Linked DNA regions of Mus musculus: regions 2 and 3 are each linked to region 1. Evidence: chromatin contacts called from public HiChIP or PLAC-seq data. All regions are on one chromosome and are shown on one strand. Each heading gives the region's core, a stretch centred on a gene start, on an enhancer-like site or on the middle of the called end of the contact. The rest is flanking DNA. Distances are from core to core; before and after follow the strand shown.

Region 1 (4,588 bases), core at 569-3,068:
TCTCAGCCTTCCTATTGCTGCATCCCTTTAATATAGAACCTCATGTCATGGTGATCCCCAACCATAAAATTATTTCATTGCTACTTTATAACTAGTCTTGCTACTGATATGAATCATAATGTAAATATCTGTGTTTTCCAATGGTCTTAGGTGACTCCTGTGAAAAGGCCATTTAACCCTTAAAGGGGTCTCAATCCATTTGATCTAGTGCTGTGAGTACAAGAACCTCTGTGCCTCCCATACATCAGGAAAAGGTTAGTGAAATCCAAGTCAAATATGGAGTTCAGCTCCTACATAACGTATTTCTAATGCTTCATTGGCAAGCTTGGGAAGCTATAACAAAACGAACGCAAACTGTATAGCTTACAAAGCACAGAAAATTTCTTCTCATCATTGTCAAGCCTTTAAATTCCAAGATCAGATCTAGCATCTGGTGATGGTGAGGTTTTCAAACATAGCCATCCTGCTGTGTCCTCGAAGGGTGGGGAAAGCCTGTGATCTAACTCACCCAGGCCTCTTATGAGGATACTAAGCTATTCACGGAGGGTCTGCTTTCATTATATAACCTCTGCCCAGAGGCCCTACTCCCTGATACGACCACCTGGAGCATGAAATTCAGTCTAGCACACAGTGAAGCCTGGCATTAACAATGTGGGGGCTGGGGCCCATGGGAACTCTGGATTGTTTGAACAACCCCTTTTTGTAAATCTAAACTTGTAAAATGTAAAAGCTTACTTTATTGAATCTTTTTATTTTTTTATTTTGTTGTGTGGATACACACCCGCCATGTCAGGGGCATGCAGGTCAGAGGACATCTTGCAGGGGCTGGTTCTCTCCTTCTACCACGTGAGTCTCAGGGATCAAACTCCCTTCGCCAGGTGTGTTGGCAGGCACCTTCATGGGCTGAGCATCTTGCTGGCATCTATGTTCTTTTTTTTTTTTTTTAAGATTTATTTATGTATTTTATGTATATGATGAGTACACTGACACTGTCTTCAGACACACCAGAAGAGGGCATCAGCTTCTGTTACAGATAGTTGTGGGAATTGAACTCAGGACCTCTGGAAGAGAAGTCCGTGCTCTTAACCGCTGAACCATCATCTCTTTAACCCTATTTAATGTTCTTGAGAGAATCACACTGTGCGTGTGTTCAGACTGGCTTCAAACTCAACTCTTTTGTCTTGGCTTCCTGAGTGCTGGGATTGCAGCTGTGTGCCACCACACCAAGCTCCTAAAAGTCTATTTTGAAATTGTCATGGAAGAGAATCATGTGTGGACAACTTATAATTTAGCCTGGAGTCTCTCCGACCTTGACAATGATGCTCCAGGTCCGCACTGGTGTCTTTCTGTCTTCTTCCTATGGCTCCATTCTCACCGATGCTTCTCCTCACTAACTCCAGCTCATGCCTTCGGATGAATGGGAATGAGACCTGACCTCTTTCCAACCATGTGGTAAGCATCATCGGCACGAGTTACCATGACTCACAGCTAGTGAGACCCAAGTTTTTAGATGGGACCTTAAGCATCATTTTGAGGGTGACCACACCCCCGACTCCCAGTACTTCTGAGAACTTTACACCCATGACATGGCGGGTGTCTGTCACCATATTTTGTTTGGGGTTTTGCTTTGTATTTTAACTGTAAGATTCCTCTCATAAGAGTGATTCACTGATCAAACAGGACCAGTGCCTGACCTGGGAAGAGCCAAGTCCATATTTTTGCCAATGGCCTTTCAGATTCATGAAAAAGAATATGAATTATAAAACCCAGAGACTGAGAGCTCAGAGCTGAGTCACCAGCACGGGGCTGTCTGTGAGCTGAGCTCACCCCTGCCCTCCCTGCAGCTTGCTTGTTCAGCTTTGCTTTGAGGCTGACGAGAGCTGAATTGTTGACTGAGTTTTGGTTTTGAGACAGGGTCTCCCAGTATGTACAGACTGGAAGGCTGAATTCTTTCCAGAAGTTTCCTTTAACCCCAGCAAATGGAAGAAAACTTCTCTCTTTGTAATGAGAGGACACTGTTAAAGGGCTCACTTAGGCAGCCTTCTCTGGCAGTGCTGGACTCACATGGCTATTTATTCTTTGCTTAAATCCCACCAAAGACAAGACCCTCTCAGTGAGAGCCATTCTGCACTGGAGAATTCTGCATCTTAGACCTTCTTGGGTTTGGTTTTACATCACAAAGAGTTCTGATCTGGTTTGATCTGGTTTGCTCTTCTAGCTTGTTCAAGCTCCCCTCCTGGCTGTAACTTTGATGTTCTTTTTCTCTAGTTACCAAAGTAATGTTTTGTTGATTGATTTTATTTATTCATTAAAGGTTTATTTATTTATTTATTTATTTATTTATTTAATGTACATGAGTACACTGTCCCTTTCTTCAGACACACCAGAAGAGGGCATCAGATCCTATTACAATTGGTTGTGAGCCACCGTGTGGTTGCTGGGAATTGAACTCAGGACCTCTGAAAGAACAGTCAGTGCTCTTATCCACTGAGCCATCTCTCCAGCCCTTTTTTGTTAATTTTAAAAAGCCAAATCTTATAGATACCCCTGTTTTATTTGTTTGTTTGTTTGTTTATCTATCTTTTGAAACAGGGTCTCATTCTGACCAGGTACTTATTAGGTAGAACAAGCTGTCCTCAAAGTCAGGGATATCCTCCTGTCTCAGCCTGCCCAGTATTTGGATTGCAGCCCTCTACCATCATACCTGCCTCTTATAGATGTAAGAATATTCTAGTTTCATGATAATTCTTTGACAATTTTTGTACAATTTTTTAAATTTTAAATTAAAAATTACTTTGATCTGTTTATCTACATGAGGGTGAGTGTATGGGCATATGTGGAGGTCAGAGGGCAACTTGCAGAAGACAGTTCTCTTCTTCCACCATGGGATCAAACTTAAGTCTTCAGGCTTGGCAGCAAGCAAAGTTTAGCCATCTTGTCAATGAGTCCTCATCAACTGTTTAAAGATGGTGGCCATCTAGGGTCCCCCTCTTGGAGGCCAAGACCTTTAGTTCTTTCAATTGTTCATCAAGTAACTCACAGCAAAGTTGCAGAAATCCCCCAGACCTGATTTTAACTATTCTGTATCCCAACACAGGCAGCTTGTGAGTCACAGGCAAGTCTGCAATGAAGCCAGAGCATAGTGTGGTAAAGATGACCTCATGGGTGTAACCAAGATGATGTAATGGGGCTAAAAACTGGATATGGCCTTAGCAGGGTTCTCAGAAGAGCAGAGTTCTTAGGAAAAAGACTGAGGAGAGACCACTGATCGCTGCTGAAGTTCTCAACCCTTGGGGCTTGCATGTTGAACATGTGAACTCCAGAGGGGTCGTCATTGTGGGATAAAGTTCTGGATTAGATTACACAGGGGCCTAGAGATATGATGGTACAGGAATGGAGGGAATAGAACTTTATATATTAGGATGCCCTGCTTGGTTACCATTCAAGGTCATAACCAATTCCTAATTTACCTGGTAGTTACTTTATATTCCCAAAGGTGGAGGGTTATTGCCATTTTGGACAAGTTCTGACAATAACATGGAATAGTGAGGTGGGGGGAAACTGGGCCAATAGGGACTTGATTTTTTTAATCATGTGTCTGTGTCTGTGTATGTGAACATGAGTGCAATTGCCTGCCAAGGCCAGGAGAGGGCTCTGAATCTCCTTGCCCTGGAGTTATAGGCAGTTGGAGCCACCTAATATGACTTATGGGAACTGAACTCAAGTCCTCTGCAAGAGAGTGAGTGTTCTTTACTGCTGAACCGTCTCTTAGCCCCCAAGGGAGACTTTATGATGGGAAAAGAAGGGAGGCCAGCATGGGTAGGTACTTATTCCACACTTAAGATACAAGTTTTCAGGAAGGACACTGGAAGGGAAACCAGATGTGGCACAGAGCCTCTGCCAGGACAACACATCCCAGTGAGGGAGGAAAGGCAGCAGTGACCAGTGAAGTCAACATGACTGCGAATGAAAATGGAGAGCCTTACTCATTTCTAAGAATTATAGTGTGTGTGTGTGTGTGTGTGTGTGTGTGTGTGTGTTGTTGGACTTGGCAGCCAGCATACCCCAGCCCTTCACTTGCCCCCTCCTCCCATGCATTTCACTGACCCAGATAGGAATTTATAAAGCTTTAGATACCAGTGTCTTTCTAAAGGACAATGACCAACTATAGAAGTTGGATATTCAATGGTTACTGTCTCTTCCCCACTTTGGTAATATCTATAGTCGAATGTTCATGGGCATTGTCCTGGTTGGGTTTTTTGTTTTGTTTTGTTTTGTTTTGTTTTGTTTTATTTTGTTTTGTTTTGTTTTGTTTTGTTTTGTCAGTTTGACACAAGTTAGCTTTGTCTGGGAAGAAATCCTCTGAAAAAATGCCTCTATCAGACAGACTAACTTAGAGGCAAATCTTTGAGGGGTTTTCTTAATTAATGATTAGTGTGGAAGGACAGAGCTCACTGGGGGCCATGCTGTCCCTGAGCTGGTGGTCCTGGCTTGTATAAGAAAGCAGACTGAGCGAGCCATGGAGAGCAAGCCAGTAAGCAGCACCCCTCCATAGCCCCTGCTTCAGTCTCTGTCTCTAGTTTGTTTT
Region 2 (4,588 bases), core at 933-3,432, 420 kb after region 1:
TCGATGGTGTTTTAGTACTGCAAACTTCTAGAACCTTCCCTCGCTCACGTCCCTTACCTGCCCTTCAGCCAAGCCCTCAAGTAACCCATCCTCTGACCTGGAATTCAGGACTGTGGAGGACACAGTGTACCCCCTGTAGTCTGAACTCCCAGTGGTTTCCAAAGCACTGAGGCTTGATATATAAGTTGAGGGTCAGCCCTGCTGCCTGATCCTGACTCCTGGAGAACTGGCTGCTGCCCCTGGGCAGCTCCCTGCTCCACTGCAGGTCTGAACCCAGTCCCCACACTGCTTGCCTCTGTCCCACATAGTCTTGCTCTGAAGCTTAAGTGACTGGAATTGCTTAGTTGGTAGAGTGCTTGCCTAACACACATGAAGCCCTGAATTTAATTCCTAGCCTGGCATACTGCCAGGCTTACTGGTGCATACCTATAATTGTAGCACTGTAAGGGTCCAGAGTTCTACACCATCCCTGGCTATGTCATAAGCCCTAGGCAAGCCTAGGACAGGCAAGACTCAGTTCAAAGATAAGTGAATAGACTAGTGGGGCCCTGCTTTCTACCCAGCTGGTTGGACTGGGGATATGGAGTCTGGTCCTGGGGTGACCATGCACACTGGTGGCATCCTCTGAACTCTGCCAGAGCAGATTGCGTACATAGGATCTGTCCAGATCATACAGGTAACCTCCTATAAGCCCCTTTGCCTTTTAATAGTCACAGGTAGAAGACAGATTGCCAGGCAGTCCACGGAGGCCCTTCTGAAGTGGGCTGATGACCCAGAGAGCAGCGGCTGAGACCACCCTAACAAGCTCTAACATCTGAGCCCCTACGGATGCTCAGGGAGGAAGAGCATCTGTTGATGCAGATGACCTGGATTGCGCGGCTCACAACCTGCTGTCAGTCTAGCTCCAGGGGATCTGACACCCTCTTCTGGCTTCCGTGGCCACTTGTATGCACATGATGCACATAAATTCACACAGGCACACATACAAACATACACATTAAGTTTTAACATCAGGCCAGGTTAGATGGCTCAGTGGATAAAGACACATGCCACCAAGCTTGTCAACCTGAGCTCATCCCTGGAGCCACATGTGTGAGACCAAAGCAGGAAAAATATACTGCAGGTTAGGGGTTCTGTTTGCAGTTCAGACACTGAAAAGGAAGTTTCCGTGTGTCCTGTGCAGGTTAAAGTTTCTGTTTGTAGTTCAAAGAATAAGTGCCTGTGTTAAGTTTCCTATTTCCAAATTAAGGTTCCTATTTGTCATTAAGTTCCTGTTTCTTAAATCTGATGTAAACTGCATGGCTTTCAAGCTACACTAAACTCTCACCCCCATTTCCATTATATTCCATTATGTTACATATTATCTGCCTTATTCTTTCCCTCTCGTGGTATCTTTCCAATGATGTGTAACAGCCAACTCTTGCCCCTGTGAACACCTTCTCTTTCCTATAAAAAGGACCTCAAGAGGAGGGCAGGGGCTGCTCTCTCAAACCCTGACTTAGAGTGAGACATAGGGCTGACCAGTCTCACACGCACCCCCAATACATCTGGCTTTAACTGGATAGTCATGGATTTGTTCTTTTCTCCTCACTCTCGGATTTAACATGGTGGTAGGAAAGGAGTAACTGCTGCAAGCTGTCCTCTGGCCTCCACACAGGCTGTGATATGTGAGGTCCACCTTACAAAAACATAGAGGATTAATACTAAAAGAATACTAACACAACCCACAAAAGTGAGAGGACGGAGGTCAAGACCAGCCTGGGATACTCAAAACTGTCTAAACAAAACAAACTCCTATTATATACGGTAAGAGTTATTCAGAGGGTAAGAAGCCCACGGGAGTGGTTGGATTTCACGGGACTTTAGCCTGTGGGATTGAACAGAGAGCATTCCAAGATTCAGGAGCCGCATGAATAAAGGACACAGAGAAAATGCAGCATCCAGGCCTTCCAGCATGAGCTTATGGGGTAGAAGAACTGGGTTTGGAAGCTGATTTACTCAGGGTTTTGTAAACTGGCAGCTTTGTGTAAGAGCAGCCAGGAAATGGAGATTATGGAGAGAGGGGACCATCAAGCAGGCAGAGACCACAGCAGCCCTGGGAGAGAGGAGATATGCTAAGCACAGGCCAGCATCTCATGTGAAGCCCTAGGAAGGGCACAGCTTTGGAATGTAGGTGGGGCAGTGTGAACACCCTCAAGGCAGTATGCAAAGTTCAGAAGTTCTTTGAAAATGGCTTGGGTACACCTCCAGGCTGCCAGGAAGGAAAGACCTTAGGGCAAAGATCTTGGCCCGAGAAGCAGAAACCCAATAAACAACACAAACCAGGAGAAGTAAAGGAATAGTCAGAGGTCAGATAAGACCAGGAAGGAGAAACTTGAGAAACGGTGTGATCAGCTGATCTAAAGGCCTGCTGCATACCTGTGCATCACCCATGCTCCCTCACTCCTGAAGCCCTTCCCAGACCATCAAAGACACACCTTGAGAGAAAGACCAAACCTAGAATTTCATGAGCCTGGTACAACAGGGCTTAAAATAGAAAATGAAGGCACAACAGGTCATATGTCTTCCATTTCTGAGCGAGGGCTGGGAGCCACACCTCCCACACATTTGGGGAAAGGTGCTTCTGTGCCTGGTGCAGACTCCGCTGCGTGCAGAGCCCGTTGAAATTCTTCTGGAAAGGTCTGCTCTAGTAGGCTGTATCACTGAGGTTGGCTTTTTTTTTCTCCTGTATCCAGGCAACAGGCATCCATTCTCACTGCCTCTCTCAGAAAGCTAGTCCCTCCACAAGAAAACTCCATCATATGCAGGGCAAGGAGTCATAGTGTGGCAGAAACGCAGCAAGCTGTGGGGTAGCCCTCCATTCTGTAAGCATCCCTGTGTAAGCGGCTGCCCCTAAACAGAAAGTGAGATGTTTACAAGTTCAAAAGAAGCCCCACTCTGCTCCCAAAGCAAGGGGGCCTCTGCCCAGACTGCCCTCTGGGTAGCTCCGGAAGGACATCTAGAGGGCATCATGTATTTCCAAAACATCTTGAGGCACAAAGGACTTCCCAAAGGCTCCTGTTAGCTTAAAAGCACAGAGATTACACTGAGCCGGAGATCGTATTTCTACATAAACAACTCTATTACAACAAAGCCAGGTAAACCCAACGGACACAGGTCTTTAGGAAAACAATTTTCCCTTACATATAAAAGGGTCATTTTCTATGGCAACAGATACAGAAGAAGGCGTTAGACACATAGGAGAAGGGCTGACAGACAGTGATCATGGGAACACGCCTTTCTTAGTCTTTAATGAATTAAGAAAATAAAATTTAAAGTCCATAATAGTATATTTAGTAAAGTCAAATTAATATACATAGATCAAATATTGTTGCTTTCAAAGAATATACCTTCTACAACTTCCTGGGTATCTTATTAAAACTAAAAATTTATTAGGTCTCAACAAAATGTTAATGAACTCCGAAATGCACAAGTTGTACAAGCCATACCCTCCTTGACAACAGGCGATAAAGCAGAGTCTGTAACAAAGTTAAAAACAACAGCAACAAAGACAAACGATCAGGAAGTCTAAAAGTATAATTTCAACTCTCTCCTCAGTAAAAGATAAACTCCAGTTTGAAGGGATGAGTTATTTATGACAATCACATCATATATAAACATTTATGGGATACAGATATACTCAGAGGAAAGGTCACAGGCCTACAGCAAGAGCTACCCTGTCTCTGTGCAAGAAGTCAGCATGGCCTGTAACATGGAAAGCTGGAGAAATGCCAAGGGAAAAACAACAATCATAAAATGATAAATCTGGAAATAGACATAGAAATCCCAAAGCTGGTTTTTTGAAAAGACGAATAAAAATGGACTAATTATTGAAAAAATAATCAGAATAAAAATGGGAAGCAGAGACATACAACACTAAGGGGAAATAATACAATCCTACGTCAACATACCCCAAAAACCTGGACGACATCATCATTTAGTAAAAGTTAAATTGTCAAAAGTCTTACAGAATGAGAGGAAACTTTGAAGAGACCAATGAATATGGAAAACTTTTTAAAATTATCGAAGGATTATTTCTTTAAAAGGCACTAGACTTGGGACAGTTTTATACAGGTTATAAAAACTTCAGAGAGCAAGGAGTTCTGAATATTATTTGAACTATTCCAGGGCATAGAAAAAGAGATAGAAAGTGGCCCAAGATATATTTTAAAGGAAGTTCACATAAAAACACCTGACAAAGACAGCAGAAAAAAATCACAATTATTCATCTTATTAATAAGATATGAAATTCCAAAATAAAAGGAACCGCTGAAATCAAGAAGAATCTTTTCTCGTGTAAAGCTCTTGATTTTATTATACAAGTAATAGGCAACTTTTGTAGAAAAATTTGAAAGCACAAATAAGACAGACAAAGTGAAAATGTACCAAAGACCGACCAATCCGGAGTAACCACTGTTAACTTCATAAGGTGTATATTAAAAGAGTAACGCACTGCGACTACATCAGGGTTCGGAGAAACAGAGGGAAGGACTTAACCATACCAACTCATCTTAAGTCGTGATAGAGGAAAATCATTCCAACAGCTTGA
Region 3 (4,588 bases), core at 567-3,066, 290 kb before region 1:
ATGGCTCAGAGGGAGGAGAGCTTCTGGCAAACATGTGGCCCTGAGTTTGCCCCCCAGGCACAGTGTGTGCATCTGTAATCCTTGCACCTTTGGCTTGGTGGGAGCAGATGGGAGAATCCCAGAAGCTCAAGGGCCAGGCGGCCTGAGTATACAGCAGTGAACCAGAAGAGAGCCTGCCTCAAACACAGTGGAAGACGGGGACCAGTACCCAAGGTGCCCTGTGCCCTCTGATCTCCACAGGCATGCTTCAGCCTGTGCACATATAAAACACACACACACATCATATAAATAAATGATAAATAATTGGGTTACAAAATGTCTTCATGCTACTTTGTATTTTGAGACAGGAACTTTACTCTGTAGCCCTGACTGGCCCAGCACTCAGTGTGTAGACCACACAGAGGTGTCCACCTGCTGGGATGGAGGGCTAGGCCACCAGGCCTGGCCTCTGAGAGCACTTTAGAAAGCTTCACACCTAACCTGCACACTCCTGGGACATGGTGCTCTACACATTGCTTAGCAGGGGCCGACAGCAGCACTGTCTATAGAGCATCTGGCTTCCTCGGAGACCTGGCTCTATTCAGTTTTCTCTTTCCAGTCCAGTACTTTCAATGGATGGCTATTTGCAGCCTTCGAGACTTCAGAACACCTGTCATTGGAGATCATTTTTTAAAAAAGATTTATTTATTTATTGTATGTATATAAGTACACTGTAGCTGTCTTCAGACACTCCAGAAGAGGGCGCCAGATCTCATTACGGATGGTTGTGAGCCACTATGTGGTTGCTGGGATTTGAACTCAGGACCTTCGGAAGAGCAGTCAGTGCTCTTAACCGCTGAGCCATCTCTCCAGCCCCGGAGATCATTTTTAAAAGGAATATTCCAGAAATTAAGTTAGAATTTTTGTTTCTTCCAAGGGCAGAAAACAAAAGTGGCATAGATTTATTTTAGAATGCCTTTTAAAGATTTTTAAAAAATTATTTATGTGTATGTGTGCACACAGGTGCCTGCAGAGGGCAGAAGAGGGCGGTGGATCCCTCTGGAGTGAGGTACAGACAGGTGTGGGTGCCGGGTCCTCTCCAAGAGCACCAGGAGCTCTTAGCCTCTGAGTCACCTTTCCAGCTCCAAGCCTAAGATTCCTCATCTATTAGACAATCATTCCCATCCCCCCTCTTGTAGCCCTGACCTCAGTGTCCTTGCTGAGTCCCTGGGACTTTGCCTGCTGTAGGTACAGTCCGGTCCAGGCAGGCACCCGCACAATCTGTCCTCTGGGTTGGTTCGTTTCCTGCCATCCATTTTGTCCAAGGACAGCCATGTGTCTGACCAGCTGTGTTCGGCTCTGTGTGTTAAGTGCATCTGTGTCTGCGTGCTCACTCTTCCTGCTGCCTAGCACAATCTAGGACCACCCTCCATGCCCCTGCATGCCTCACTGACAGACCCCAAGCCCGCTTTCTCAGTTGTATTCCCATTTACTCCTAGGGTAGGGGCTCTGTCCTTAACAATGATGTCCCTTCTGCCCGAACACAGGATACAACTCAACTGTCACCTTCCCTGTGCGAGCCTACTCTCTCCAGGCCCGTGTGTGACTGGGCCCATGCTGCAGGCCATGCGCCCCTTCTCTAATGGAGGCCCTATGGATACAGTTCAGCATCTCGTTATAACACCTAGGCTGGTGCGGCATGGCATTCAGGAATGGCTAAGTGAGACAGATGGAGCCTACAGCATCACTGTTTCCACAGCTGCCTCCAAACCCAGCCCCTCTCCCTCTCTCTGGGACAGAGCCTAACAGTCTCCCTCCCACCAGCCGCTGTAAGCATGCCTAGCCCCGCCCCTTTCCCTAGCCTGGGGGTGGGAGGGAGGAGTGAGGGAGGGAACAATGCACTGAATTCTAGCTTGTTTTTGCCTGTGCTCTCCTGACTCCCAGCACACAGACCTGGCTAGGCTAGGTCACAAGATGTAGAACTAAAAAAGAAAACGAAACAGAGCCAGCTACAGACAGTGTCCTAACTCCACTGTCCAGGGACTTGAAGGGAAGGCTCTCACAGTCTTTAAGGCCCACATAGTCCTGGTGTTCTCCTTCAGCTAATGCTTTCCCCACCACCACCATCGGTGGCTTTTCCTCACATAGCTCATCTGAAGGGAAGTCTGTGTCGCCTCTGTGAATCTCTGAGCCCATCCCGATCTCCTGTCACTCTACTTTCTGTAGCAGTTGGCCCTCTTTTCTCTGGGCCTAGGAACTGGGCTCTGGTCAGACAAGACACCTGCAGTTCTTACCTGGAGGCCTCTGGCCCCGACTTCCTGCAGCTGTGAACCTACCTTAGCAAGCTTCCCTTCCTTCACTTCCTCTGCAGCCCCAAACTGCAGCTCAGTCACCCCGTGGGTGTGCGGGTGTGCGTCTGCACTTCCTGGTCGGGCCCTGGCTGATACAGTTCAGCAAAGCACCTTCTACATTCACAACCGACTTCTAAATTACTCAGCTTTCCCAGTGAAATACTAGCGTGCAGCTGGGCTGCTGTAACCCGGATATCTGCTTTGTAATATCTGCCAGCTTCTGAGATGTAAATCCTCCCACCAAGGCCAACTTCAAGCTATCAGTGTGTCACCACTGAACAGAGTAGAGGGAGCCGCGGGGTGAGCTTCGGGGCGGGGGGGCGAGGATGACAGAGGATGCTTCCCAAACTCTGAACGTGATCCTGTTGTGAAGCACCCGGGAGGCAGAAGCAGGCGGATTTCTGAGTTCGAGGCCAGCCTGGTCTACAGAGTGAGTTCCAGGACAGCCAGGGCTACACAGAGAAACCCTGTCTTGAAAAACCAAAAAGGAAAAAAAAAAAAAAAAAAGTGAACAATGGGGGCTGGAGAGATGTCTCAGAGGTTAAGAACACCGACTGCTCTTCCAGAGGTCGTGAGTTCAAATCCTAGCAACCACATGGTGGCTCACAACCATCCGTAATGAGATCTGACTCCCTCTTCTGGTGTGTCTGAAGACAGCTACAGTGTACTTAACTTATAATAATAATAAATCTTTGGGCCAGAGTGAGCGGGGCTGACTGGAGCGAACAGAGGTCCTAAATTCAATTCCCAGCAACCACACGATGGCACACAACCATCTGTACAGCTACAGTGTACTCATACACACAAAATAAATACATCTTAAAAAAATTTATTATAAAAAAAGCTGTTAGACTTTTCTTATCCCCCCATTATTTTTAAGTGCTGTGGACAGAAGTGTGTACCCCTTGCAAATTCATACACTGAAGTCCCTACCCCGAGAGACTAGATTTGGAGAGGGGTCTAGGAACTAAGGCTAAACAAGGTCATAAGGAAGGGACCCTTATCCACCAGAGTGGAAGACAGAGCTTACTCCAGTCAGCATGCAGAGGTCACGTGTGCACGAGGAAAGCAAGGTGCATCCTTTAGCAAAGCAGAGGCCTCGGGATGACTCCACCTTCCCAGCACTTCTTGGTGCCTATACTCATGAGTGTGCACACCCAAGCACGTGCACCCTCGTGCAAGTAATGAACACGAACACACACACACACACACACACACACACACACACACACACACACACACACAAAATAGGAAGAAGTAAAAGAAAGCAGTTGGGGCATAACTCAGAACAGTAGGCTCAGTCCAGTCCAGTCTTGTGTACAAAAACTAAGTAAATTGCTAATTGCTTCTTACTTGTATTCTTTTTGATGTTTATTGGCCCTGAGACATCGATTCCTTCTGTGAGAAAGTTCACACCCACATTCACACTCCAGCTCTCCTGATTCTCACCATGATGCTGTGAAGACAGGAACACAGCCTGCTGCTATACACCTGGAGACGCAGGGCTCCTAGAGGCAATGGTCGCTTCCAGCCATGTTATGCCGTGCGCCCTACCAACTGTTCTCAGGTAATTTTCTTGTGATGCTCCCCACAGCACTAGGTGGTACCTACTACACCTTCATTTTACAGGTAAGAAAAAGGGACAAGAAGGGCAGGCTAGCTTGCCTGAAGCCAACGGCTGTGGTAGAGCTGTGTTCACTCACAGTCCATGTCAGCCTCTCAAACAACTCCTCTTCTCAGAGGCCCATGAGGGCAGCTGCTGTGTCATCAGGAGGCCTGGAGGTCCACCCAGTCCCACACATGCAGAGAAGAATCACTTGCTGCTGATAACAAAGTTCTGGGTTTGCGAGGGTGCCAGGTATGGGTGGTGACCAGAGGAGCAGAGTCTACGTCATTTCCATCCAGGAAGATGTGGCCTTTGTGAGTGAAGAGAGGCTCCGCTTGGGTTTTCTTTCCATCCCATGATGTGACATCATAGATTTGTACTGTCCCATCAAAGCCTGGAGAAGAACGTGCAAAGAGAGGTGTGACCCTACTCTTCCTTGGAGGACTTCCTCTATCACAAGACACTCAGAGGCCAGCCACCGAGAAGGCTGCGGCTGCAGCGGTGTGGGGATGTGTCCGCATCGTATGGGGTAGTTGTACAGGCCTGAGGTGCTTGTGTGGAATCAGTGAGGTAACCTTAGGTACCATTGTCCAGGCACAGTGTACCCTGTCTTCTGTTAGAGTCTTTTCATTGGCCCGGAACTCATCAATTT

What was found. HiChIP or PLAC-seq counts read pairs in DNA pulled down with a chosen protein or histone mark.
Region 2: a contact with region 1 is called in an H3K27ac HiChIP or PLAC-seq map of embryonic stem cells, with 3 times the contacts expected there. The contact joins two enhancer-like sites. A contact is called at or near these places in 1 of 484 Hi-C or Micro-C datasets (the CH12 cell line) and 2 of 115 datasets of contacts at active chromatin or transcription factors (both in embryonic stem cells).
Region 3: an Esrrb HiChIP or PLAC-seq map of embryonic stem cells shows a contact between it and region 1, with 6 times the contacts expected there. The contact joins two enhancer-like sites. A contact is called at or near these places in 3 of 115 datasets of contacts at active chromatin or transcription factors (embryonic stem cells and pancreatic cancer cells) and 1 of 9 other capture datasets (embryonic stem cells).

What each region holds. Positions count from the first base shown.
Region 1 is chr7:81,181,198-81,185,785 of GRCm38.p6, forward strand. No RefSeq gene overlaps it. Among named protein-coding and RNA genes, the nearest start is that of Gm44968, 23 kb to the right of the region's middle. Within about 2 kb of position 1,819, at least 58 of the 459 cell types and tissues checked have an H3K27ac peak or open chromatin away from gene starts, as enhancers often do. A contact at or near this core is called in embryonic stem cells, where this site is marked.
Region 2 is chr7:81,597,384-81,601,971 of GRCm38.p6, forward strand. Homer2 (homer scaffolding protein 2) reads right to left here. Exons shown (of 9, transcript NM_001164086.1): 9 at 3,098-4,588. Among named protein-coding and RNA genes, the nearest start is that of Gm44570, 10 kb to the right of the region's middle. Within about 2 kb of position 2,183, at least 28 of the 459 cell types and tissues checked have an H3K27ac peak or open chromatin away from gene starts, as enhancers often do. A contact at or near this core is called in embryonic stem cells, where this site is marked.
Region 3 is chr7:80,887,580-80,892,167 of GRCm38.p6, forward strand. It overlaps Wdr73 (WD repeat domain 73), which reads right to left. Exons shown (of 8, transcript NM_028026.2): 8 at 3,144-4,330. The coding sequence ends at 4,098. Among named protein-coding and RNA genes, the nearest start is that of Gm32112, 3.5 kb to the right of the region's middle. Within about 2 kb of position 1,817, at least 248 of the 459 cell types and tissues checked have an H3K27ac peak or open chromatin away from gene starts, as enhancers often do. A contact at or near this core is called in embryonic stem cells, where this site is marked.